Linked DNA regions of Mus musculus: regions 1, 2, 3, 5, 6 and 7 are each linked to region 4. A link is a contact called in public Hi-C, HiChIP or PLAC-seq and promoter capture Hi-C data. All regions are on one chromosome and are shown on one strand. Each heading gives the region's core, a stretch centred on a gene start, on an enhancer-like site or on the middle of the called end of the contact. The rest is flanking DNA. Distances are from core to core; before and after follow the strand shown.

Region 1 (3,301 bases), core at 495-2,994, 510 kb after region 4:
AAGACTGGAAATTCAAGGCCAGCCTGGGGTACACAGAGACTCTGTTTCAAATATTTATGCACGTATGCATGCACGCACGCACGTACGCACGCACGTACGCACGACGCATGCACACATAGATGTTTCCCATCCAACTCCTCTCTGCAGTGTCCAGGGAGCTCCCCAGAAGCCACCAGGCTCCTGCACAGGGTTTGTCTAACACTCGCCAGCCCTCCCAGTTCACAGCTGGGCCTCTAGCCTGGCTACTCCCTCAGGTATCCCGGGTCAAAGGCCCTCCCCAGCTCCTTCCTCAGTAACCCAGGCTCTGGCCCTTTCCTCCAGGAACTCCATTACAATCCCAGCCACACCCCCTGGTCCTAAGGGCTCTGAAAACCAAGTCTCCCACAATTCCAGGGTCTAGGGAGGGAACTAGAATCTTCTTTTACCCACGGGCACATTCATACCCTTTGTAGCGAGGACACAGCCATGATGCCTCCTTAAGTACCACCCTGAGGCTGGGCACCCAGCTGAGAGGCAGGGCATACATGAGCCATAGGGCCACAAGGCCCTGGGTTCATCCCAGGCACTAAACCAAAAAAGACAACACCAGGTACAGCCACTAACCCAGATGTGGAGCACCCAGCGGAATGACCAGCACATAGAGAGTTCTCCAAAAGGCAACCCTAGCTAAAGCCAGCAGGGACCCAGGGGTGGGACTGTGGGGTGGTTGCAGCCTCACTCAGCCTGGCTTGTCTCCTGACATGCCTTTTCAGGACAGCCCAGCTGGCTGTATGCCCAGTGGTGGGTCAGTGCCTACACCTGGACTTGACCCCAGGGCCTTTGCACCCCAACTCCTCCCCTGAGAGCGCCCACCACTCTCTGTGAGGATGATGGGCAGCTGCCCAGGAAACCCGGACTCCACCCCGGGAGATGCCCTGCTTATATTTTCTCCTGTAACCGCCTGCTTGGATACCTCGGGGTGATGGACACCTTCTCAACTACCTGAGCCTGCAGGACAATGGTCACAAGGACGCCCTACAGGGACAGGAGAACCGGCTGAGCTTGTCCTACAGACCCCAGAAAAGGCACCACACAGCCATCTCTACACCAGGCCTGGAGAACTGAGTGGCTCAGATCTCAGCCCAGCTGTGTGACCTTGGACAAGCCTCCTCCCCTCTCTGATCCTCTGCCTAGAAGCTCTACCTTACACGGCTGCTGGGGACCCAGGTGCCCAGGTCCCGCCTGGTGACAGTCGGCCTGTAAACAGCATACAGGGGCAGCGGAGGGCGGTCCCATCCCCCACAGAGCCCACACTGGAGGCGCGCCCACTGCCCTCATCACACGGGGAGCCGGACAGGACTAGGGCACAGAGAGGCTGAGCGACCTGCCCAAGGTCACACAGCCGCGCGAGCGACCGGTACGGCGTGGGGTTCCCGGCTCACCTGACTTGGGGTAGGTGACGATCCACACGTCGCTGGGCCGCACGGGGAAGTCGGCGATATCCTCCATCTTCCCGCGGCAGAAGGGCGGCAGCCGCACGCCATGGAACTCGAAGTACTTGCTCTCGAACTCGCCCGGGGTGCCCGGGGTCTCCGCTTCGCTCTCCGCCATGCCGCCGCCCGGCCCGGCCCGCAGCTCCAGGGCGTGACGTCACGGCGCCGGCGCGGGGCTCCGCGGGCATGACGTCATGGCCGCACCCACGCACGCCGCGCCCCTGACGTCGGTTGCCGAGGCCCCGCGCCTGCCGCAAAGGTGCGTCGGGTCCGTATCACTGCCTGTCAGTCATGCGTGGCAGGTCAGGGTCCCCACACCCTAGAGCAAAAAAGGAGGCGTCTGCGCAGACCCAGGGCGAGCCTCGGGGTCCGGGAAGCCGCACCTCCAGAAGCTTCTGATGCCAGAGATGGAAGAGCCCGCATCAGAGCGCGGCTGACAAAGGCAGCGTTTAGAGAGCCTGCAATCAAGTGCCAGAGAGAACTCCCCCCAGGAAGAACCCCGGCAGAGAGGCCCCAAGAAAAGAAACCCAAGACAGAAAACCTCCAGGCAGAGAGGACTCCCACCCCCACCCCACAAGCAGAGAAGACCATCAGCAGAGGATTCCCCTTGCAGATAGAAACCCCAGAGTGGGCCCTTCCAGGCAGAGACCAGACGCTTGGCAGAGAAATCTCCAGGCTGAGAAGAGGCCCCCTCCCCGAGGACACCCCAAACAGAGGCGATCCCCCCTCCTCCAGAGAGGAAACTCCCATGCCGAGAAGACCCTCGGCAGAGAGGAACCCAAGAGTGGACATCCCCGCCCCCAGGCAAAAAGGACCTCAGGTAGAGGGGACCCCAGCAGAGATGCGCCCTCAGGAAATCCCCCAGAGAGGACCCTCCAGGTGGCGCCCGCCACCTGTCCAGGTCCCATCCTTGACAATGGGAATCCTATTTCCAGGAGCCACATCTGGGGAAAGCAGCTAACAAGAACCCAAGGGTCTGGGAAACCCCTTAGGAGTAGAGCTCCTCCCTCTCGGGAAGCCCTGGGGTCAGTTCCCCAGCACTGGAGAAAAGGGAAACAGACAAACAAAAGTTGGGCTTGCGGCACACTTGTGATCCCAGCAACTGGAGAGTGGAGACAAGAAGATCAAGAGTTCAAGGCCAGCCTCGGCTACATCGTGCATTTGACGCTAGCTTAGGATACATGAGAGCCTAAGAAAGGGGCAGAGAAAACTGTCTCCTTTTTCTCTCTAGCACGGGAGATGCACAGACCTGTCTGGATACAGAGAGTAGGTATGGGACCTTCTGGTTTTCCACACTGAAGGGCATCTTGGGGGAGCAGTTGGGGTGACACAAAGGGGCTCTGGGCCCCAGTAACATTGTTTCAGGTGCGATCCCTGAGAAGTGAAGAGTAAGAGGCAAGGAAGAGCCCCTCTGAGTAAGAAGAGAACATATAGACCGGAATTCATGGTGCTAAGAATGCATCCTGGAGCTGACAAGATGGTTCAGTGGGTAAAGCGCTTGCTGCCAAGCCTGACAACCTCAGCTTCACTCCTGGAACCCACATAGTGAAAGGGGAATACTCCCACAAACTTACCTTTGACCTTCACATACACATCAACTTGCATACTAACGACACACGAAATAAATGTAAAATGTGTTGCTTTTTTTTCTTTTTTTTTCCTTTTTTCTTTTCTTTTTTTTTCTTTTCTTTTATTTTTTTTTTTATTTTTTTTGTAATTTTAAAGAAAGCGTCTTGGCTGTGTCAGTCACGGCTTCACTCGGTTTCAACGCAGTGGACAAATGCTGGAGGCATCTGAGGTGTTAGCAGTGTCCGCACTGAGCAGAATCC
Region 2 (3,265 bases), core at 244-2,743, 490 kb before region 4:
GGCTGAGGTCATGGCTGCTGGAGGGGCTGGTTGAAGCAAGGGAATTTTGAGGTCAAAGGAATGCGAGATGCCAAGTGCAAGTATTGGTAACAATGTGTCACTGGGAAAGATTGGGAAAGGTCCCAGGCTTCCTGGTAGGTGTCTTGTTCCCAGTGGCTCTGAGTGACTGTACTCCGACAGAACTCAGTGAAGACCCTTATCTATCGAGAATCAAAGTGTGTTCTCCACCGATAGATGCCACTGATTGGACCCAACAGAAGTGTTCTCAAAGGGCTGGGGATGTAGCTCAGTTGGTAGAATGTTTGCCTGGCATGCATGCATCCACGTGTTTGACCCCCAGCAGTGCATAAACCAGGCGTGCAACCCCAGTGTTCTGGAGAGGGAGGGAGGCGGCTCAATTCAAGGTCACCCTCAGCTATGGAGTGAGTTCGAACCCTGTCTCCAAAAACCAAAGAATAGAACAGAAAAGCGTGGTGTGTTCCCAGCTCCTAACCTCTGAGTGAAACCACTCAGAAAAGTCCTGTCACAACCAGGCGGCCCCATTTTCCAGCCCCTCATCTACGTTGGCCTATTTTTCAGCCTCAAATTTCTCTCCACAGTGGCTCTGCCCAGCCTCCCCTCCCTCCCCTTACTACAGCCTGTGATGCTCAGGGTTTGCCCTGTCACCCCTTTGGGGAACTCACCACACTGATTCCGCTCAGTGCCCAGGTCTGTGGTTCGCCAGCTACAACAATGATAGGGAATATCTCCCGCTGTTCCAGAGAGCCCACCTGGTAAATTTAAAAGCTCAAGATTTCTGCTTTTAATTTAAAAGGTAGTGCTTGTATGTGTCCATTTTAGGAATGTTTGTGATTGGATTGCTAGGGTTAGCTTTAGGATGAGTTTTGGTCATTGGAGAGTCCTGCAGTGTATTCCAGGCTGGCCTCCAAAAACCCACAGGCCTTTCCCAGCCTCCTGAATGCACCCCGTGCCCACAGTCTGACTCTGAGTTCTTCTCGGGACTGAAACTGTTTTCAGTCCTTCCTTGCCTGGGGATGGTTTCTGCCAGAGCCCTCGCTTTATACATTCATTTATTCATTCAGGCCGTGCAATCAATTATCAAAGCTGGATAGCGCCAGGCACTGCTGAGGGACCGCAGCCACCGTGGGGACACGGTGGGGAGGCATGAAACACTGTGAAACAGTCGTCTCATTTCTGTGGGAATCAGAGAGGATCCTCGAGGGAGCTTTCCTCACTGTGGGGCCACCGGGGCCTTGTCTAGCTCGTGGTAATCATGCGGGGATGCCCAGGTATTGAGCCTGTCAAAGCTTGTCCTCCAGAGACTTACTTCTCTGCTAGCTCTGACACCATCCCACCGTAGCAGCACAGCAATGTGCCAGGAGTTGAGCAGCCCTGAGATCCTCCTGAAAGTCCCGGGCCGGCCGCAGGAAGGCGGGGCCTCGGTGGGCGGTGTCGCTTGAAGGGGCGGGGCTGGCGCTAAAACTGGGGCTAAGGAGACGGAAGCCGGTGGGGACGGGAAGGACCTGGAGGGAAAGTCCTGAGCGGGACGCAAGAGGCGGGGCGTGAGCTTCTGAGTCCTTCCAGTTCCTGTGACCTCCTCAGCGAGGAGTGACAGCCTCACCGACCAGAGCAATGGGTGAAAATGTCCCTCAGGGCCCCTTAGATTGGAGTGGGAAGGGGGAGGCCGACGAGTGCTCCCACTCGCTTACTTGAGCTGGTGGAGTGGACGCTCATCGCCCTCTCCCAGGCTCAGTGGGCAGCACTGGGATCTAGCAGAGCCAGACTCGGGGCTCCTGATGGCCGCTGAGTCCTAGGCTGCTATTTGGGGTTGCTCTTTGGGTCCAACAGCAGCAGAAGGTCAGCTCTGGAGCACATCTGACTTGAAGAGGCCCAGATGGAGCCCTGGAGTCAAGCTGACTCTCTCCCCCTCTCCTTCCTCCCCTTCTCCCTTTCCTGTGCCTCAGTTTCGTGATCTGTGCACTGAGAACAGCAGTGGCCCAACTCTCCAACTCACGGTGTATAGATAGATAGATAGATAGATAGATAGAGTATAAAGTGTCTGGCATCGGCTCCGAAGGTATAGGAAAAGCTGGCCACGGTGATCTCCCAGTTTCGATTTCCAAGGGTTCAGTTTCCTAAGGTCCAAAATGTGAGGGCACAGACCAGTTTTGAGCAGCATGGTACTCTGAGTAGTGTCTTAAAACCCTCAGCCATTTTACTGTATGTAGCTTTAGCTGGCTTGGAACTCCCTAGACCAGCCTATCCTTAAGTGGCCGAAATCCTCCTGCCTCTACCTCCTCAGGACTAGGCTAGGCTTATAGGTGTGATTAATACACTTGGTTCTCATAATAATATTTTAGAGTCAGTGCTGCACAAATTGTAGTATATTTGTTTTATTTTGTTGATTTGAAGTTTTATGAGACAATGTTTTATCGTCTATCCATGTCTACCTTTTAAGGGCTGGGATAACAGGCATGTATAATTATTGTTATAGGTAGCATTCAGTGTATGGGGTCTGTTACTGCTTGAAGTTTCAGGTATCTACAGGGGCTCTTGGAATGGGTCCCATATAGTTATGAGGCATTATTCTCTATTTGCTCCTGTTTAACAGAAAGGGAAACTGAAGATGGAGAGGTTTTAGGCAAGCCAAGGTCATACAGCCCACAAGTGTCAGGGTTCAAGCCGGCAGCCCCCAACCTACTCCTTCCAGTTCTGCCCTAAAAACCAATGAGCTATATCCTGAAAAACCTATTCAGATCTTTCTCATCCAGGGGACCCAAGCTGTCTTTCCCTGTTATCTGGCAATCAGTCTGTCTAAAGCTTAGACATAGGCCAGTAGCTCAGGCGCCTGTGCCTCTTGGTGCACTCATAGGGGCTTAGGAAGTGCCGGATTCCTGGATGCAGGGGTTGACAGACCAGATCTGCCTTGCAGGTTTGCACTCAGAGTTGAAGTTGGCTGTGCCCTGGGGCCACATTGCTCTCAAAGTCTGGGGCTCCCAGAAGAACCCTCCAGTTCTCTGCTTACACGGCTGGCTGGACAACGCCAACTCCTTTGACAGGCTCATTCCTCTTCTTCCCCAAGGTAGGGCCGTGGGCTGAAGGGCCGTGGAGGGGTGACGGCAGCCATGCCGAGCCCCTCTCTTCCTCTTCCCTGCTGCAGACTTCTGTTACATGGCTATGGATTTCGGAGGCCACGGGCTCTCGTCCCATTACAACCCAGGCCTCCCGTACTACCAGCAAAATTTTGTGAGTGAGGTCCGAAGGG
Region 3 (3,246 bases), core at 312-2,811, 380 kb before region 4:
TTGTCTACATGTATGTATGTGCATCACATGAGTGCCTGGTACTTGTAGAGGTCAGAAGAAGGCTCCCCATGATCCCATGAAACTAGAGTTATAAATGGTTGTGAGCCACCATGTGGGTCCTGGGAACTGAACCTAGGTCTTCTGCAAGAGCAACAAGTGCTTTAAACCACCAAGCCATCTCTACAGCCTTGCACTAGACAGTTAACTTAGTACTTGTTTTCTTAACTAACAACTATTTTTCCCAGCTCCTCTTGCAGCTACGGCGAGTATAGCCTAGTCAATAATGGCAGAAATGTGGCCAGTCCTGGTGGCAGACACCTTTAATCCGAGCACTCAGGTGACAGAGGCAGGCAGATCTCTCTGAGTTTGAGGCCAGCCTGGTCTAAATCTGAGCTCCAGGCTACATAGTGATACCTTGCCTCAAACTCACTCATTCACTCATTTATTCATTCAGGGCTGGAGAGATGGCTTAGTGGTTAAGAGTACTTGCTTTTCTTCTAGAGAATGGGGTTTAGTTCCCAGTACCTACATAGTGACTCATAATCACCTGTAACTCAAGGTGCAGGAGATCTGATTCCCCCTTCTGGTATCCATGGGCACCAGGCAAGCATATGGTACACACACACACATGCAGGGAAGCACTTGTACTTATAACATAAAAACAAATAAGAAGTAAAACACAGCTGGGTGTGGTGGCGCACGCTTTTAATCCCAGAACTCCGGAGGCAGAGGCAGGCGGATTTCTGAGTTGGAGGCCAGCCTGGTCTACAAAGTGAGTTCCAGGACAGCCAGGACTATACAGAGAAACCCTGTCTCGAAAAAAAACAAAACAAACAAACAAACAAACAAACAAAAAAAAACAAAAAAAAACAAAAAGAAGAAGAAGAAGAAGAAGAAGAAGAAGAAGAAGAAGAAGAAGAAGAAGAAGAAGAAGAAGAAGAAGAAGAAGAAGTAAAACACAGGAGTGGCAAGGAAGTGGCGATCTCCAGGTGAGCTCTGCAGGGTAAATGTGGATGCAATGACAGTAGCTGGAACAGCCACTGGGGAATCATGAAACAAAAGCTGGACATCCAGAGGCAGAGAGAGATTTCAGAAGCCTGGAAAGTTCAGATGACTTAGGGGACATCACTAATTGAACCCCCACTCTCCATGTTCTAGCCTCTCATCTCAGAAAAGCCAAGCCTTTGTTGTCTGAGTTGCTATTAACTCTATCTGTCTGTTTCATGCCTGAAACTCTCATGTTCCGGAAGATGCTGCCTGGCTGGGAGTCCAGCAGCCAGCCCAGGCTATCTCTGGTCCCTGCCAGTCCTGTGGTTGCCGGGGGCAGCAGGGCTGGGCTGTATGCTCACCCATCTTCTCTCATTCCCTCAGATATGCTTTCCCTTAACCCCAGTCCTGACCTTTCATGATGGATCTGTGGGTTAGACTACATTTAAAACTGAAATGGAAAAAATAAAAAGAGTCCAAATGGAAAAAATGAGCCTCTGCTTGGAGACAGGGTTTCTTGCAGTCTCTCTGAGAGGCCAGAGAGTTTATAGCTGTTGTACAGTATCCAGGAGAAAGCTTATGAAATATTATTCCTTTTACCCCCTTTTACCAAAACATGAGTCATTTTTTTAATTGACTCTGAGTTTTCCCTTTAAGCCTGATTTCCCAGCATGCCTAGGATATAGCACTTCCCAGCGAAGAAATATTTAGGCTCATGTGGTTTCTCTGAAGTCTGGTGGACAGCTGGGGATTTCCCTGGGGGGTAGGGGACAGAATGGGAAGGCTAATAAAGGAAAGGGTTGGGGTATAGCAAGACAGAAATGGGGGAGGGGATGGTCGGAGCCTCTAGCACAGCAGAAAGGAAGCAGGCCAGTGCTGGGCCTGTGAGACACAGAGGTTTACTGTCGAAAAGACAGGATGCTGCTGGTTGGTTCCAGGAGCACAGCCTCAGTTGTAGCCCTCTCTGGGATGAGCAATGCTATAGGCGTCAGTGCCTAGTCAGACTGGACCACCTGAGGAGAAGCAGAAAGCCAGGAAAAGACCTAGGGAGAAGGCTCAGGAGTGAAGCGTGTGGAATACAAGAATGAAGATCTGAGTTGGATACTCAGAACCCAGGCTGGCAGGATGGCTCAGTGGGTAAAGAGCACTGTCTGCTCTTCAGAGGTCCTAAGTTCAAATCCCAGCAACCACATGGAGATCTGACACCCTCTTCTGGTGCGTCTTAAGTCAGCTATAGTGTATGTACGTATACTAATAAATCTTTGGGCCGGAATGAGCGGGGTTGACCAGAGAGAACAGAGGTCCTAAAAAAGACAACCACATGAAGGCTCACAACCATCCGTACAGCTACAGTGTACTCACATACATAAATAAAAAAATCTTTTAAAAAGAAAAGAAAGATTTATAAGAACCCATTGGGGCAAAGGCTGCTGGGAGTGGACCACTTCTGTCATCCCTGTGCTGAGGAAATACACACAGGCGGGTCTCAGGGGCTCACTGACCAGCCAACCTAGCTAATTAGTGAGCTCCAGGTTCAGGGGACTGGAGAGATAGCCCTGACTGCTCTCGCAGCAGACCCTGGTTCAGTCTCGAGTACACACATGGAGGCTCGTAACCACCTGCAACTCTAGTCCAGGGGATCTGACATGTTTTTCCAGCCTCTGAAGGCACTGCATACATGTGACACATACATGCTAGCAAAACACCCATACAGATAAAGTGAAAATAAAGGGGAGAAAAAAAGAAAGTGGAGCATGATTTAGGGACATAAGAAAACAGGTAGTGTCCACCTCTACACATATATACACACCACACACACACATATATATTCATATACATACTCACACACAACACTCACACACACATAAACACGCGTACTCTCACACATTCACACCCCTCACACACACATGCACTCAGACACACATATACATACACACATATACACACACTCAAATATTCATACACACTCACACAATGCCACACATACTCCCACACATTCACTCATACGCAGTCACATACACATACAGTCTCACATACACAATCACACGCACACTCAAATACACACTCACTAACACACAAAACTCACACAAATATACACGCATGCACTCACACACACATAAACACATGCACTCACACACATTCACACCCTCACACACATGTACTCACAGACACGCACACACACGTTCACACACACACACTCAAACATTCACATACACTCATACAATGCTACACATACTCCCACACACTCACTCATACATA
Region 4 (3,002 bases), core at 73-2,572:
AACTTAGTGACAGGGAGTAAGTAACCCTCTGTAAGGAGGTGCCACTGACAGATGAGCCTCGACCAATGATGTAGTAATATCTGATAATCAGACTGAAGTAGAGAAATCACTTAATACTCCACCTACCAAACCGGTCACTACAGCTGCTTGCCCTGGGGCTGACGGCCAGTTATAACCTCACGGTATTGCCCAGGACCATCAACAATGTAACACTAGCACAAGGCTGGCTCCTCCTCTTTTACTGTCCCACAGGGCTAAGGATTGAGGCGCCTCCCAACCGCCAGCATGCTATAGTGAGCTGCAGTACAGCCCTACGTATAGGCTTAACCAGGAAATATCTGGCCCATACACAGTGTGGAACTAGATCAAAGAGGGTAAGCCTACCCCATTGAGAGGCACCGGGGAATCCTAGCTTTTGGACTCTCCCAGTCACCTGAAGGCTTAGTGGGTCTCAGATAGGAGGTGGTGTCCTGTGAAAAACCAAGCTCTTGCTTCGCAAAAGACCCTCCGCCCAGCCTAGCAGCTGCTGTCTTCATCACCCAAACCCTGTTCTCCGACGGAAGAAGCCGGGCACCCCGTGGAAGCCTAGCTCAGGTGAAGGATGGAGCCATTCTCTCAAAAGATGGGGGAGACCTTCTAAACCCTCTCTTAGCGTCGTCTCCATGTCTCAGGGCCTCCATTCTCTTTAGTGTACAAAGGGAGACCTGCTACTCACGCCGTGGGAAACAACTCCACAGAGTTCTACGGACTAAGCAGAGCTGCACAGAGCTGACTGAAATGATGCCGGTGTAGCTTGAATCTAACAGGAGCTCCTGCATCCGCCGGAGCCTCAGTTTCCTCATCCGTAAGTGGAGTCGCGAGTTCTACTCTTAATATATCAACCGAGGCGTTGGGATGCTGCGAGCCAAGCGCATGCCGGTTTGCAGGTCCCTGCGCATCCTCGGCGGGCCCATAACCCTGCAGGATGGCGGCACAGGCGCATCTCTCGGCCTGTACCCTTCTGACTCCCAGGTACATCCTGCTCCTGAACTTATAAGTGGCTCCCCTTCAGAGCTGCTGAGCTGTGCTCCCCACTCGACCGCATAGCCTGCCCGCAGCCCGTGCCATCTCGTACCTCGTGCTCCAGCTTGTGCAGAAGGCGGCCCCATAGTCGCTCTGGGACTCCCGAGGCGCGCAGCGTAGGGCCGTGCAGCGACACGAACTCGTCCAGCAGCCGCGCGTTCAGCCTCTCGGCGCGGCCGGGACTGCCAGGCTGCGGCCCGGACTGGATCTCCATAGTGCTCGGAAGAGCACGGCGCCGCCCACCGCAGGATTTAAGCGGACGGCGCGCACGCGCCTGCGTCCTGGGTTGCGAGGTTCCAAGAGTGCGCACGCGCGCTGGGGGCGTGTCTTCTCCATTCATCCCAGGACTGCCGCGAGGGATTCTGGGAACGCTGCTTAGAAGCCCCAGAGAGTCAGAATCAGGAGAGATTGTCCTCAAGGAGCCGGTGAAGCTGAGATGGGGAGGGGGTCGGGAAGAGGCAGAAGGTGCTCCCCCTTGCGCTGGTTGCAATCTTGTTTCGCCTGAATTTTTTTTTTAATTTTAGTTTAAAATTTTTATTTTTTTATTTTACGTGTGTGAGTGCTTTTATTTTACGTGTATGAGTGTGTATGTAAGTGCATATATGGCTCATGAAGGTTAGGAGACTGCGTCAGGTCCCTTGGAACTGGAATTACACATGGGGTGCTGGGATCCAAACCGGGTCATCTGCAAGAGCAGTTAACTACTAAGCCATTTTCCCAGACTTGTTTTGTTTTATTTTGTTTTGGTGTGTGTGTGTGTGTGTGTGTTTGTGTGTGTGTCACAGCGCACTTGTGGAAAGCAAAGAACAAAACATTGTAGAGTCTGTTCTCTTTCCATTTTTATCAAACGCAAGTCATTAAGATTGCATGGCAAATGCTTTACCACTGAGCCATTTGCTAGGGCTTGGTTATCATCATCATATTGCCACAGGGTCACATTCAGCTCAGACTAATCTGACCAAGAAACTCACTTTGTTTCGAAGGCTGGCCTTGAACCCTTCCTCCCTCCACCTGTCAAGCATTGGGAGACACCAGCGTGTGGGGATCCTAGTTATATCTCAAAGGTGGACAGATCTTTCTAGGGATTGGAGGAGCCTTCTCAGTCCTTGGAATGCCTTGTTGAATTCAAAGGTTGTGATAACTTGGTGTGCCATCAAAAGGGTTATTCCACAAGTGCAGAGATCAGCTTGCCTCTGCCTCCCAAGTGTTGGGATTAAAGGCATAAGTTACCACCTCCAGCCGCTTTCTTGCTTCCTGTCTATCGAGGAAAAGAGAGCCCTAAATTCAGAGAAAGACTCTGTCTCAAGAAATTAAGCAGAGAAAGGCAGATGAGGATACCCAATATCTTCTTTTAGCCTCCACTTGCACATGGCACACTCCCTCCCTGTATGCATGGACTCATATACCCACAAGCCCTCAACAATCAATCAATGACTGCATGGATCATTTCATCATATAATTTGCTAGATGGAGATGAGATAGAGGGTAGTTTAAAATTTTTTTCAATAGATGTATGTGATGGTTTGAATATCCTTGCATAAGAGAGAGAAACTGTGAGGACGGGGCTGGGTGATTTTGGGAAGTTCGCCAAGCAGCTTCCAGCCAGCAACACAGACTCTCTTCAGCTTTCAGAGAGTCTGTGTGTATTCTCTGGTGGAATTACCTTACAACAGCAGAGGTTAGGAGAAGTTCTGGGTGTTCTAGATCACCTGGAACTGGAGTTATGGATGTTTGAGAACAGATATGGATGCTAGGAACTGAATCCCAGTACTCTGTGAGAGCAGCCAGTGCCCTTAACCACTGAGCAACCTCTCCAGCCCCCTTTAAGGATCTAATGCTGCCTTCTCCGATTGCTGACTCTATGAATAAAGCACAATTTTAGAAGATTCCATCCCTGTCCCTGGTGACTGGCAAGTATCACTAACCCTGGTGCTCTAGTT
Region 5 (3,409 bases), core at 132-2,631, 470 kb before region 4:
AAAAATTAATAAGTATGTCTAGAAAGAACTGCAGTGATTACTGTTAGACTTGTCTTTTAAAAATGAAAAACTAACAGACAAACAAATAAAATAATGGTTGGAAGGATAATTTCCAAACCAGGTGTGACCACTCATAACTGTAATGAGTTGAGACGGGGAGGGTGGGGAAGTACAGCAAGTTCGAGGCCAGCCTGAGCCTCAGGAAGTTCTGAACAGCCCAGGGAGAGGGGGACCCTGCCTAGACGGCGGCAGGGAGAAAAAAAAAAAAACAAAACATATTTTTATTCTGAAACTCCCAGTCTTTCAACATCCTCCACTGAGGGTTTTGTAGGAATTTCCATCTGACCACCAGGATTCTGTAGGGCCCGTGGCAAGCCCCCATTCACAACCCACTGGTCTACCAGACTCTTACCTGTGTGCAGTACGGGGGCACATTAAGGATAAAAAGGGTTCGATCGGGAGGCCATGTGGACTGGGTGCCTTGGCGAACTCGGTGCTGTCTCATGTAGAGGTAATGAGGAGCCTGCTGCTTTGCCGAGAACTTGACTGGAACAGCTAACAGGGGAAACGAGCGCAGGAGAGTTTGGGGTACCCTGAAAGGAGGTCTGTGTCTATGCCACCCAAGTTCCAATTCACTATGTCTCTTTCTAGCTCCATCGGCCCGCCTGTTCATCCACCCATCCACGGGAAGCTGGAGGGAAATGTATTCGGATAATCACCGCAGGAGGCTGAGGGGGCGGGCACAGTGTTGCGTTCTCGGAGCATCCGCTGTCTGACATCATCAGCCCCCCCCCCCCCCCCCCATAGCATGGGCTGCTCTGCTTGGCACACCAACTCTCTTCCCTCCACCCATTCTTCGTTTAGGGCTAACTCCCCCCCCCCCACCCCTCCTGCCGACTTAGCCCCACCTTCCCAGTTAAGTCTACACCAGTGGGATGCGAATCTCGGGGCTGGGAGGGCGACAGCTGCGGAAGCGCTTGTTAAAGAACGAGACACGAGCAGAACAGCGGATAACTAGCTTCTGAGGACGACGAAGCTGCAACGCTGGGCCTAGGACGCCTGGCGCCGCCTGGAGGAACCGCGCCCGAGCCCAAGGCCTTTCGGAGGAACAGCCGCGGAATCAGCACCCAGAGTCGGGGCGGCGGGGTCCTGCACCCCGATACCTGACGAGTTGCCAGGGCCTCTGCCACCTGCAAGCCACCTTCCCGCAAAATGGTGGGTCCCTGGCCCTCAGCTGCTCACCTGAATACCCCGGTGGGCTCGGTATGCTCTCCTCGTGGCCGCCAGCCTTCCGTTTCTTCCTGCGAGACACCATCTTGGCCAACTGGGAGCGCAGAGACGGCTGGGAGTTCCGTGTTCCGGCGCCGCTGCGTTTCCACGACGACGGCGTCACGCGGGGCCCCGCCCTCTCAGCCCTAGGCCCGCCTCCCGGGATCTTGCCCGGCCCTAAGATTTAGCCTTCCCTGTCCTATTGGGAAGTAGAGGGAGGCTGGAGCAATAAATGGAAAGAGCACTGGCTGCTCTTCCAGAGGATAGGGGTTCGTTTCCGATCACTCAAAAATTATCTGGAACCCAGTTCCAGGACACGTGGTGCACAGGCACACTCAACACATAATTTTTGTTTGTTTTTCGAGACAGGGTTTCTCTGTGTAGTTCTGACTGTCCTCACTCTAGACCAGGCTGGCCTCGAACTCAGAAATCCGCCTGCCTCTACCTCCCAAGTGCTGGGATTAAAGGCGTGTGCCACCACTGCCCGACTATAATTTTTTTTTTTCTTTGAGACAGGGTTTCTTTGTATAGCCATGGCTGTCCTGGAACTTTCTCTGTAGACCAGGCTGGCCTCGAACTCAGAAATCTGCCTGCCTCTGCCTCCCGAGTGCTGGGATTAAAGGCGTGTGCCACCACTGCCTGGCTTATTTGAGATTTTTTTTTTAAAGATTTATTTATTATTTTACATAAGTACACTGTAGCTGTCTTCAGACATACCAGAAGAGGGTGACAGATCTCATTACGGATGGTTGTGAGCCACCATGTGGTTGCTGGGATTTGAACTCAGGACCTCTGGAAGAGCAGTCAGTGCTCTTACCCGCTGAGCCATCTCACCAGCCCCCGACTATAAATTTTTAAAAAATAAATAGCATTCCGTATAAATCGTGGTGCAACTGGGATTTTGTGCAGTGAGATGCCATGAACAGTCAGTCTCTTTAGTTGAGAGAGCAAGGGGCTGAGAGGCCTGGGGTTGAAACTGTAAACAAAGAGTACTTGCTGGCAAGCCTGACATCTTGAATTACATCCATGGAAGATGAGAATTGTTTTCAGCAAGTTATCCTTTGACCTCCACACCCACTCCATGGCTTATGCCTCATGGCATGAGCTCTCTCCCTCAAGAAAATACTGTGTGTGTGCTGAGACAGGATTTCACCATGTAGCCTGGGCTGACCTGAGGCTAGCTATGTAGACTAGGCTGGGTTCAGTTTCACATGAGATCTGTCTGCCTCTGTCTCCTCCAGTGCTGGGATTAAAGGTGGACACTGCCACACATCACCCATGCTTGGCAGATTTTTTAAATTTTTACAAACTGAAGTGAGCCCAAATAAACTTTATCCATCTGGGCATGGCTTTAATCCTGGCTGAAGCAGGAGGATACTTGTGTGTTCATTAGGGTTACCGTTGCTGTGATGACACACGACTAAGAAGTAATGTGGGGAGGAAGGCTTTATTTCCAGTTTCATGAAACAGTTCATTAGAAGCAGCGAGAGCAGTAACTCCAGCAGGTCAGGAACCCTGAGGCAGGGGCTGATGAAACGTACTGACTTGCTTCTCGTAGTTTGCTCCATTGGATTTCTTAGAGACCCCAGGACCACCAGCCCAGGGAGGGCCCCACCCACAATGAGCAGGGCCTTCCCCCAACTAATCACTTATTAAGAAGATGCTGGCTCCCTACAGCTGGAACTCAGAGACATTTTTTCAGTTGCGGTTCCCTCCTTTCAGGTGACTTGCTAGTGTCAAGTTGACATATAAGTAGGTGTGAGGCCTGGTTTGCAGGAACAAGGGAGCTGTTGTCTCACTCTGGAGAACTTAAACTCCCAGGAATACTTTACAGTGTACAGGTGATCTGTGGCATCAGGAAAGTAGCTACTTGCTGACAGGGATAGAATAGTACTTGGAAAGGGACAGCCTGAGAAACCTTCCGCTGCAGCCCAGCCATGTGCTCAGAGGCTGTCATTGTGAGGTGGAAAGAGACACCTTCAACTCTGCACCCGCAAGAGCACTCCCAGCTAGCAAAGAAAGGGATTTCCTGCTCCCAGACAACTGCCTAGAAGTTTACCTTCCACACAGAAGCTGCTGCTACTGTGCTGGGAGGGACCAGAACCCCGTCAAGCTGGCCAGACCTGGCATTCTCGTGGTA
Region 6 (3,384 bases), core at 137-2,636, 470 kb after region 4:
TATGAGCTTGCTACAGACCAATGAGGTAGCTTTATTAGAGTAATTACTTCATTAGCATCAAGTGGCTGAACAGGTCTGCAGAACTGGTTCTATTTGGGGGTGCTGATTAGCTGTCAGGGTCACAGCATAGGTGCTCAACTTCTGTATGGCTGGAAATGGGTGGGGGACACAGAATACAAAGTAGAAGTGCAAATAAAATTAGCATGCAAGATAACAAATATAAGGTAAGCTTTGTGGGTTTCTTCATTTTGAGACAGGGTTTCAGGTAGCTCAGGCTATAACTTGAGATCCTCCTGCCTCGGTCTCTCAAATTCTGGGATTGCATGTGTACACCACCATGTCCAGCTTCAGTAAGCATTTCTTCTAAATTAAAAAAAAAATTCCTACCTTAAACCAAGCACGAAAATGAACGTAAATAAAGCCAACACACAGATGACTCCAGTGAATTCTTTTTCCTCCCATTCATAGGCTGGACAGAAAACACCCATTCACATACACCCAAGGAGCCAACGGCAGGTTCGTTTTCCACTCCCTGGAGCTTAGGCAAAGAAATGTTTATTGAACTGAAGGCAACGGATTAAAGACCAAAATGAAGTGTGGTTTGTAAAGATAGGATTTATTTACCGTATTTCTCTAAGTTCACTATTCAAGGATAGATACAATTTAAGAGAAATAGGTGTTTTCCCCAGGGTGATATAGAAGCCCTTTGGAAGAGGCAGACTTGTGGAAAGTAAATATTTTCAGGAGGAGGAAGGTCATTTCTGTGAGGTTAAGGCCAGCCTGGTCTACACAGCAAGTTTTAGGCTACCCAGGGCTACATAGTGAGACCTTCTAAAAATAAATAAAACAAAACTTTTTTTTTTTTTTTAGGAGGGAAAGAAAAGGGAGTGGAAGGGTGAACTGGGGGGCCAGCCTTCAGCCTGAAAGCTTAGAACATTTCACGAAGTGCTTTCTTTCATATGGAATGTGGGCAATGGGGTTAACTGATATAGAACATGGCTGTGGAAGGCAGCGTTTGCCTGGAAGCAGAGTGAGGCGGTTCTGCCTTTGCTACTTGCTACTTGTGTGGTTAACAGGTCTTTCACCCAAGTCCTCCTCAGGACTAAGCAGAGAACGTTGTGTTCAGGATCTAGGTGGGGCGCAAATGAGCAGGGTAAGGAACGCTGCAAGCCAGGAGAAATCGGAGACCGAACCTCCCGCGGGGCCCGCCGCCCGCGCGCTCCCCCGCGCCCCTCGTTTCGCTCCTCACAGCCCCGCACTGCCCTGGTCCTCCGGGCCCCGCGCGCTCCCCCTCCTTACCCGGCTTGGTGGTCACCAACTCAGCCGCCAACTCTCCTGCTGCAGACCTGGCCGCTGGGTCCCAGAAGCAGGCATGAGCCAAGTCTTCAGGACGCTGTTGCCCCAGCAACCAGGGTACGTCCCAGGTGGATGGTAAATCCCCGCCCCCGACAAGTAGAGGAGTTGCGATTGGCCAAGGAGGCGGAGCCAGACAAGATTCGGGCCTAGGAAGGACTTCCTCCGGAAATGCTGTCCCTGGGAGAGGTGTGGGGTGTATCCCTCTTTTCTGTTTTTATTGTTATTATGTTGGATTTCTTTGTGATTGAAGCCGTGTCCCATGGACCTGCCCCACCTCTGAGAAGCAGAGTTATTTATCTTTACATTCTTATAGCAAAATATTCTTGTGTTCTTTTTCTTGTATAATTGCTATATTCATCAGAATTATATAAGCCTATTTACATATGCATATATAATCTGTGTGCGAATATGCACTTACTCAAATACATTATCGTCTCAAAAATAGTTATGTTGCAATTAAAAATAAGAAAGTAATGTTTAATTTTGCCCTCAAAAGATTACATTTATGTGTTTGAGTATGTGTCTGCCTGTGTGTTATGTGTACCGTGTGCATGCAATGCCCACAGAGGCCAGGTGAGGGCGCTAGAGTTACAGGTGGTTGTGGGCTGCCATGTGGGTGCTGGGAATCAAGCTGGGTCCTCTGCAGGAGCAGCAAGTGCTCTGAAGCACTGAACCATCTCTCTAGCCCTTGTGGATAATGAATCCAGCTTCCCCATGCCATACTTTCTGAGTGCTAGCTGGATGTCTGGTGAGCAAGATTAACTTAGAATTAGCATGTCTGGCAGAGGCCTATTTGTCTACTGTAGGGCATGACTCTACAAACACAAGACCTGCTTGCTTTGCCTACCACTATCTTTGGACTCCACCTTGTGCCAGTACATGGCATGGTATACAACCATAAGGCCCTCACAAATAAATTAGTACCAAGAGTACCCTAGACCTAGTCATCACGAGGGATGACAGTACTGATGTCATCAGTAATGGTCCTTCTCCCTGGCTCTGTGGAGTTCCCTTCTTAAGACACTGTCAGAGTTTGTATTCCTACACAAAACATCATGTCCAAGATGGGGAAGAGAGAGAGTTTATTCAGCTTACACTTCCACATTGCTGTTCATCACCAAAGGAAGTCAGATCAAGAACTCACACTGGGCAGGAACTTGGAGGCAGGAGCTGATGCAGAGGCCATGGAGGAATGCTGCTTACAGACTTGCCTCCCCTGGCCTGCTCAGCTTGCTTTCTTACAGAACCCAGGGATGGCACCACCCACAATGGGCCCTCCTCCCACCCTTGATCAATAATTGAGAAAATGCCTTACAGCTGGATTTCCTCGAGGGAGGCTCCTTTCTCTGTGATAACTCCAGCTTGTGTCAAGTTGGCACACAAAACCAGCCAGTACAGACAGACACCCGTGTAAGTACTTTATGTCTAGTTCAGTCTGCTCCACAGGACGCTGATGAGATAGGTCCAGTGGAAACACACACACACGATATTTTGTCCAAGGATTCACAGCTGATCAAGTCAGGTCCAGAACGAGAATCCACAGACCTGAGTCCACAGGCCCCACTTACAGACTTCCTGACTTCTTATTTGGAGAGGAAGTCACAGCCTCATGGGTAAGATACCCAGCACATATCTTTGCCAGCAGGTGAATTAATGAGTACTGTGCCCTATGCTGCACAACTGGACCCTAAGTAGCCCCTGCCCCTGGCCTATTTAAGGAGAAAGCAATCTCTCCTGCCCACTACCAGGCTGACACATTTATCCCTCTAATTGAATGACCAGGCCTCCCGTCATTAGGAAATAGCATCCATACACCCCTGACAAACATGCCATATGTTCATAATTTCTTTGACACCTTCTCTTGTCCCAAAAGAGAACTGCTTTTCAGAGAGTCCAACGCCTGTACTGGTTGTCCTGGGTCCCTTCACAGAGGGCTATGTGTTAGCCTTTTCAGAAACCTTTGCTTGTGTTTGTAGCCTTTTCAGAAGACATTCAGTCAAAACTATTTCCTCGTGGAGCTAAGACATT
Region 7 (3,251 bases), core at 625-3,124, 420 kb before region 4:
TAACTGAGCCACCCTCTGTGGAATCTAAGCCACCAACCAGGCCCAGAGATACCAGAAGCTATTGGAAAGGCCTTATATGTACTCCACAAAGGGAACGGGTCTGTCAAGGGCTTTCTGGAACTCACAAACAGGCAGAGAGGCAGTCCAGAGCGGCGGGCCAAGCCTGCAATGTTCTCCTGGTAGACAGCAGACTCCAGTGCCATCCTCTGGGTTGGGGCCCCCAATATATGCAGGAGGCCTCCCACAGGGCCTGCATAGCCCAGATAAGACATCTGGTACACCCAATACCCAGCAGCCACACAGGCCTCCAGGCCTAATGTATACCGTGGGCACTGAGGTGTCAGCCCCTTAAGTCAAAGACAATACCAAGCAACCCTTGGACAGATGAGGCCATGGTGGGGCCTTCTGATAATTAAACAGAGCTCTACTGCCTGGAAGGAACTACTGTTGACTTAACATGAATTGATGGAAAAGCCAGGTGCTGGGGTACCACCAACATGGTCCAAAAGGTAAGGAGAACCTGGGAATCAGGGGGAAGATAAGGGATCATGGGCAGTCTCTGGGAAAACTGGTCAGAATGTCATTATGGGGTGTTGTCACTCTGGGGTTTGTTTTGTTTTTTTTTGCCTTGGGCCAGAATGCTCCTTAGATGGTCCATACTGGACTGGTCACTCTCGCAAGAGCAAATGCCATGGCAAGAAGGCTGTCTTCACTAGGAGCCCTGAATCTTGCAGAGAGGAGAGAGGGCACCCTCCAAGACAGGCGCTGGCCTATTCTTGTCATACCCAAAGAGCTGGACACCTCAAGGGTATGTTTGTGTAACTGAGACTGGTCACAGTTCACATGGATGCTCTTAAGAAATCAGGGAGGAGCTGGACGGTGGTGGCCCACACCTTTAATCTGGCACTGGAGAGGCAGAGGCAAGTGGATCTCTGTGAGTTTGAGGGCAGCCTGGTCTACAGTGCATTCCAGGGCTACATTGAGAAACCCTGTCTCAAAAAAGAAAAAAAAAAAGAAAAAAAAGGAAATGAGGAGAGTGAGCTCTAGGATTGTGGAAGGGGCCTTGGTCGATCCAGTAACAGTGAGAGAGCAGATTTATAGACGTTAGACGGTCCCAGCATCCTCAGTGCCCTGGGCTGATGGCCAAGTCTAAGTGACACTTCTTTAGTGACAGTGCAGCTCTGTGAGTAACAAGAATGGCCAGGGCTTTTCTAGGTGACAGCTGGAAAGATCCTGGCCAACTACTGCCTTGTTTATGGCAAGAAGATGCACCCAACCCCTGTAGGGACACCCTACACATTTCTCCCATACACACACGCACCCCAAAGTACTCTTCCTGCCAGCTCACTCGTGTCCACTATTCAGGCCTGCATGTCTTCACACCCACACTCTCATTTCTCACACACGCCGCTGTCGGTTCCTCCACGCACACACCAGTGCACCTACGGTTCACACTTCACGTTCCCATTTACAAAAACCCTCGCACCTTTCACATCCCCCACGGGCGCAGGCACTTCAACTTTCTCACACTCACAAGTCACGCCCACTCAGGCGGGCGCGCACGTCACTCATTCCCTATTCTCATTCGCGCACACCCAACAGGGTCCTCAATGTCCACCCCGCGCTCGGGGCTCCCCCTTGGCCTGAGGCCGGGCCAGAGTGGCGCGGCCACTAGCCAGGGCGTGAGTCACGGTCTGCAAGGGGCCGGGTGGGGCGCGGGGCTCGTGAACCGGTGCTGGGCGCCCCGGATCGTACGGTATCCCCACGGTGCAAGCCTGGGGACCCCAGACCCATGCCGCCTACCGTGCTCAGCTGGGCCCCCATGGTGGCGAAGAAGAGACGGTGGCCTCACGCACGGTTCTACACCCGCTACTCAGCCGGCCGCTCCCCCAACAACCCGCCTCGGTCTCAACACCTCGGAGGCGGGGACGCCCTGCGGAGCCAGTCAGGAGCGCGGAGGTGGGCGGATAGGGGGCGGAGACTCCCAGTGTCCCCGCCCACTTCCGCTTGTGAAGACGGGAGTGCGCGCTGAGTGGCTGACGGCGCTGCACGGAAGAGGCTCGGCGAGAGACTGGCTACTGTGGCGCCTCTGTGTGGCTTCGGGAGGTAGCTTGTGGCTTCTGGGCCTGTTTTGTCCTGGTGAAGAGAACAAGATGTCGCCCCCGTGATGGGCTCTCAAATCCTGAGCCTTCGGTCCTGGGAGCCTGCCGGAGCTGATTGTGCTGGCCAGGGCTCTACCCGCTCACGGGGCGTGTTGCCAACACCGCTGGCTACAGAGTTCAGGCTACAGCCCTGCCCTGCCCCATTTTCAAGCCTGCGAACCAGTCGTTCCTTCCTGAACAAATCTCCAAACGTACTGAGGCCAGTTCCGGATTAAAGTTCAGGTGTCACCTCTTTAGCTAGGCCAGCTCTGGCCCTGTGCTCCCTCCAAGGGACGCCACTAGTGCAGAACGGTCTTTGTAGCGCTTCAGTTATCCTGCCTGTTTATTCACGATGCTCTGCGCCCACGTACCCATTCCACTAGATGGTGGGGCTTCCCCAAGCCAGGAGTCTGCAGTCAGTTCTCTGTGTACCCGGACCTCAGAACAGAGCCTATCACATACTCTATAAACACTCGTATGTCCCTGGCATTCCGGAGTTTTCTTCAACCTGGTCCTGGCCAGATAGGGAATGGAAGACTGCTCTGAGAGCGGCAGAGTGAGGAAGAGACTTGCTGCCTAAAAATTGAGAACTATTAACCAAACTCTTCAATACCGGAACACTTGATGACCCAAGCGTTCAATACCGGAAGAGGCAGGTGGATCTGTGAGTGTTCCAGGCTACACGGTGAGACTGCTAGTTACTTTTCTGTTGCTGTGGTAAAACACCATGACCGAAGGCAACTTTAGGGAAGATGGAGTTTATTGTGTCTCACAGTTCCAGGAGGATAAGAGCCCATTATAGCTGGAAGGCATGGCCGGCCACAAGCAGCAGGAAAACCTGGCTCGGGGAGAAGGATGCTGAGAGATAACACTGTACCTTAAGTGGGAACCTGAGAGAGAGCTGGAAGTGGGGCCAGGCTATAGGCTCTCAAAGCCACCCCAGGCACATTTCTTCATCCAGCAAGACCACACACCTCCGTACCTCCCCACAAACCATCACAAATTGGGGACTAAACGTTCAAATACACGTGCCTATGAGGGCCATTTCTTATTCAAACCACCACAGAGACCCTGTCTCAAATAAATAAATAAGGAGCAATGGTCAGCACA

The links. Promoter capture Hi-C pulls out the DNA fragments that hold promoters and counts their contacts. A called contact is a pair of places that touch in the nucleus more often than the background predicts. HiChIP or PLAC-seq counts read pairs in DNA pulled down with a chosen protein or histone mark. Capture Hi-C pulls out chosen DNA fragments and counts their contacts.
Region 1: a contact with region 4 is called in an H3K4me3 HiChIP or PLAC-seq map of embryonic forebrain, with 5 times the contacts expected there. The contact joins the promoter of Sult4a1 here to the promoter of Ttll12 in region 4. A contact is called at or near these places in 3 of 39 promoter capture datasets (cranial neural crest, hippocampal neurons and stem cell-derived epiblast-like cells) and 3 of 115 datasets of contacts at active chromatin or transcription factors (embryonic forebrain and embryonic stem cells).
Region 2: a promoter capture Hi-C map of pancreatic islet shows a contact between it and region 4. The contact joins the promoter of Serhl here to the promoter of Ttll12 in region 4. A contact is called at or near these places in 6 of 39 promoter capture datasets (the 3T3-L1 cell line, 3T3-L1-derived adipocytes, the SN4741 cell line and 2 more), 1 of 115 datasets of contacts at active chromatin or transcription factors (bone marrow-derived macrophages) and 3 of 9 other capture datasets (adipose tissue, liver and pancreatic islet).
Region 3: a Hi-C map of the N1E-115 cell line shows a contact between it and region 4, with 3 times the contacts expected there. The contact joins the enhancer-like site here to the promoter of Ttll12 in region 4. A contact is called at or near these places in 3 of 484 Hi-C or Micro-C datasets (the N1E-115 cell line, bone marrow-derived macrophages and colorectal tumor organoids) and 3 of 115 datasets of contacts at active chromatin or transcription factors (epiblast stem cells, large pre-B cells and stem cell-derived neural progenitor cells).
Region 5: a promoter capture Hi-C map of pancreatic islet shows a contact between it and region 4. The contact joins the promoter of Rrp7a here to the promoter of Ttll12 in region 4. A contact is called at or near these places in 8 of 39 promoter capture datasets (the 3T3-L1 cell line, the C10 cell line, the SN4741 cell line and 4 more), 1 of 484 Hi-C or Micro-C datasets (muscle stem cells), 4 of 115 datasets of contacts at active chromatin or transcription factors (bone marrow-derived macrophages, double positive thymocytes, large pre-B cells and 1 more) and 3 of 9 other capture datasets (adipose tissue, liver and pancreatic islet).
Region 6: a contact with region 4 is called in a promoter capture Hi-C map of neural stem cells. The contact joins the promoter of Efcab6 here to the promoter of Ttll12 in region 4. A contact is called at or near these places in 10 of 39 promoter capture datasets (3T3-L1-derived adipocytes, cranial neural crest, embryonic stem cells and 5 more), 11 of 115 datasets of contacts at active chromatin or transcription factors (T-cell acute lymphoblastic leukemia, embryonic basal ganglia, embryonic forebrain and 6 more) and 1 of 9 other capture datasets (embryonic stem cells).
Region 7: a contact with region 4 is called in a promoter capture Hi-C map of adipose tissue. The contact joins the promoter of Cyb5r3 here to the promoter of Ttll12 in region 4. A contact is called at or near these places in 8 of 39 promoter capture datasets (the C10 cell line, the HPC-7 cell line, the SN4741 cell line and 4 more), 1 of 15 datasets of contacts at CTCF or cohesin (the NIH/3T3 cell line), 1 of 484 Hi-C or Micro-C datasets (Th1 cells), 5 of 115 datasets of contacts at active chromatin or transcription factors (the SCID.adh cell line, astrocytes, memory CD8 T cells and 2 more) and 2 of 9 other capture datasets (adipose tissue and liver).

What each region holds. Positions count from the first base shown.
Region 1 is chr15:84,104,010-84,107,310 of GRCm38.p6, forward strand. Sult4a1 (sulfotransferase family 4A, member 1) reads right to left here and starts at 1,745. Exons shown (of 7, transcript NM_013873.3): 1 at 1,422-1,745. The coding sequence starts at 1,590. It overlaps Gm46526 (a long non-coding RNA gene), which reads left to right and starts at 832. Exons shown (of 2, transcript XR_001781726.2): 1 at 832-2,742.
Region 2 is chr15:83,098,712-83,101,976 of GRCm38.p6, forward strand. Serhl (serine hydrolase-like) reads left to right here and starts at 1,494. Exons shown (of 12, transcript NM_023475.3): 1 at 1,494-1,636; 2 at 2,933-3,082; 3 at 3,161-3,265. The coding sequence starts at 1,633.
Region 3 is chr15:83,214,275-83,217,520 of GRCm38.p6, forward strand. No RefSeq gene overlaps it. Among named protein-coding and RNA genes, the nearest start is that of A4galt, 36 kb to the right of the region's middle. Within about 2 kb of position 1,562, at least 103 of the 459 cell types and tissues checked have an H3K27ac peak or open chromatin away from gene starts, as enhancers often do. A contact at or near this core is called in the N1E-115 cell line and bone marrow-derived macrophages, where this site is marked.
Region 4 is chr15:83,593,835-83,596,836 of GRCm38.p6, forward strand. Ttll12 (tubulin tyrosine ligase-like family, member 12) reads right to left here and starts at 1,323. Exons shown (of 14, transcript NM_183017.2): 1 at 1,115-1,323. The coding sequence starts at 1,276. Gm52182 (a long non-coding RNA gene) reads left to right here. Exons shown (of 2, transcript XR_003951515.1): 2 at 503-1,612.
Region 5 is chr15:83,121,420-83,124,828 of GRCm38.p6, forward strand. Rrp7a (ribosomal RNA processing 7 homolog A (S. cerevisiae)) reads right to left here and starts at 1,382. Exons shown (of 7, transcript NM_029101.4): 1 at 1,243-1,382; 2 at 413-555. The coding sequence starts at 1,315.
Region 6 is chr15:84,063,963-84,067,346 of GRCm38.p6, forward strand. It overlaps Efcab6 (EF-hand calcium binding domain 6), which reads right to left and starts at 1,387. Exons shown (of 32, transcript NM_029946.4): 1 at 1,300-1,387.
Region 7 is chr15:83,170,309-83,173,559 of GRCm38.p6, forward strand. It overlaps Cyb5r3 (cytochrome b5 reductase 3), which reads right to left and starts at 1,875. Exons shown (of 9, transcript NM_029787.3): 1 at 1,804-1,875. The coding sequence starts at 1,824.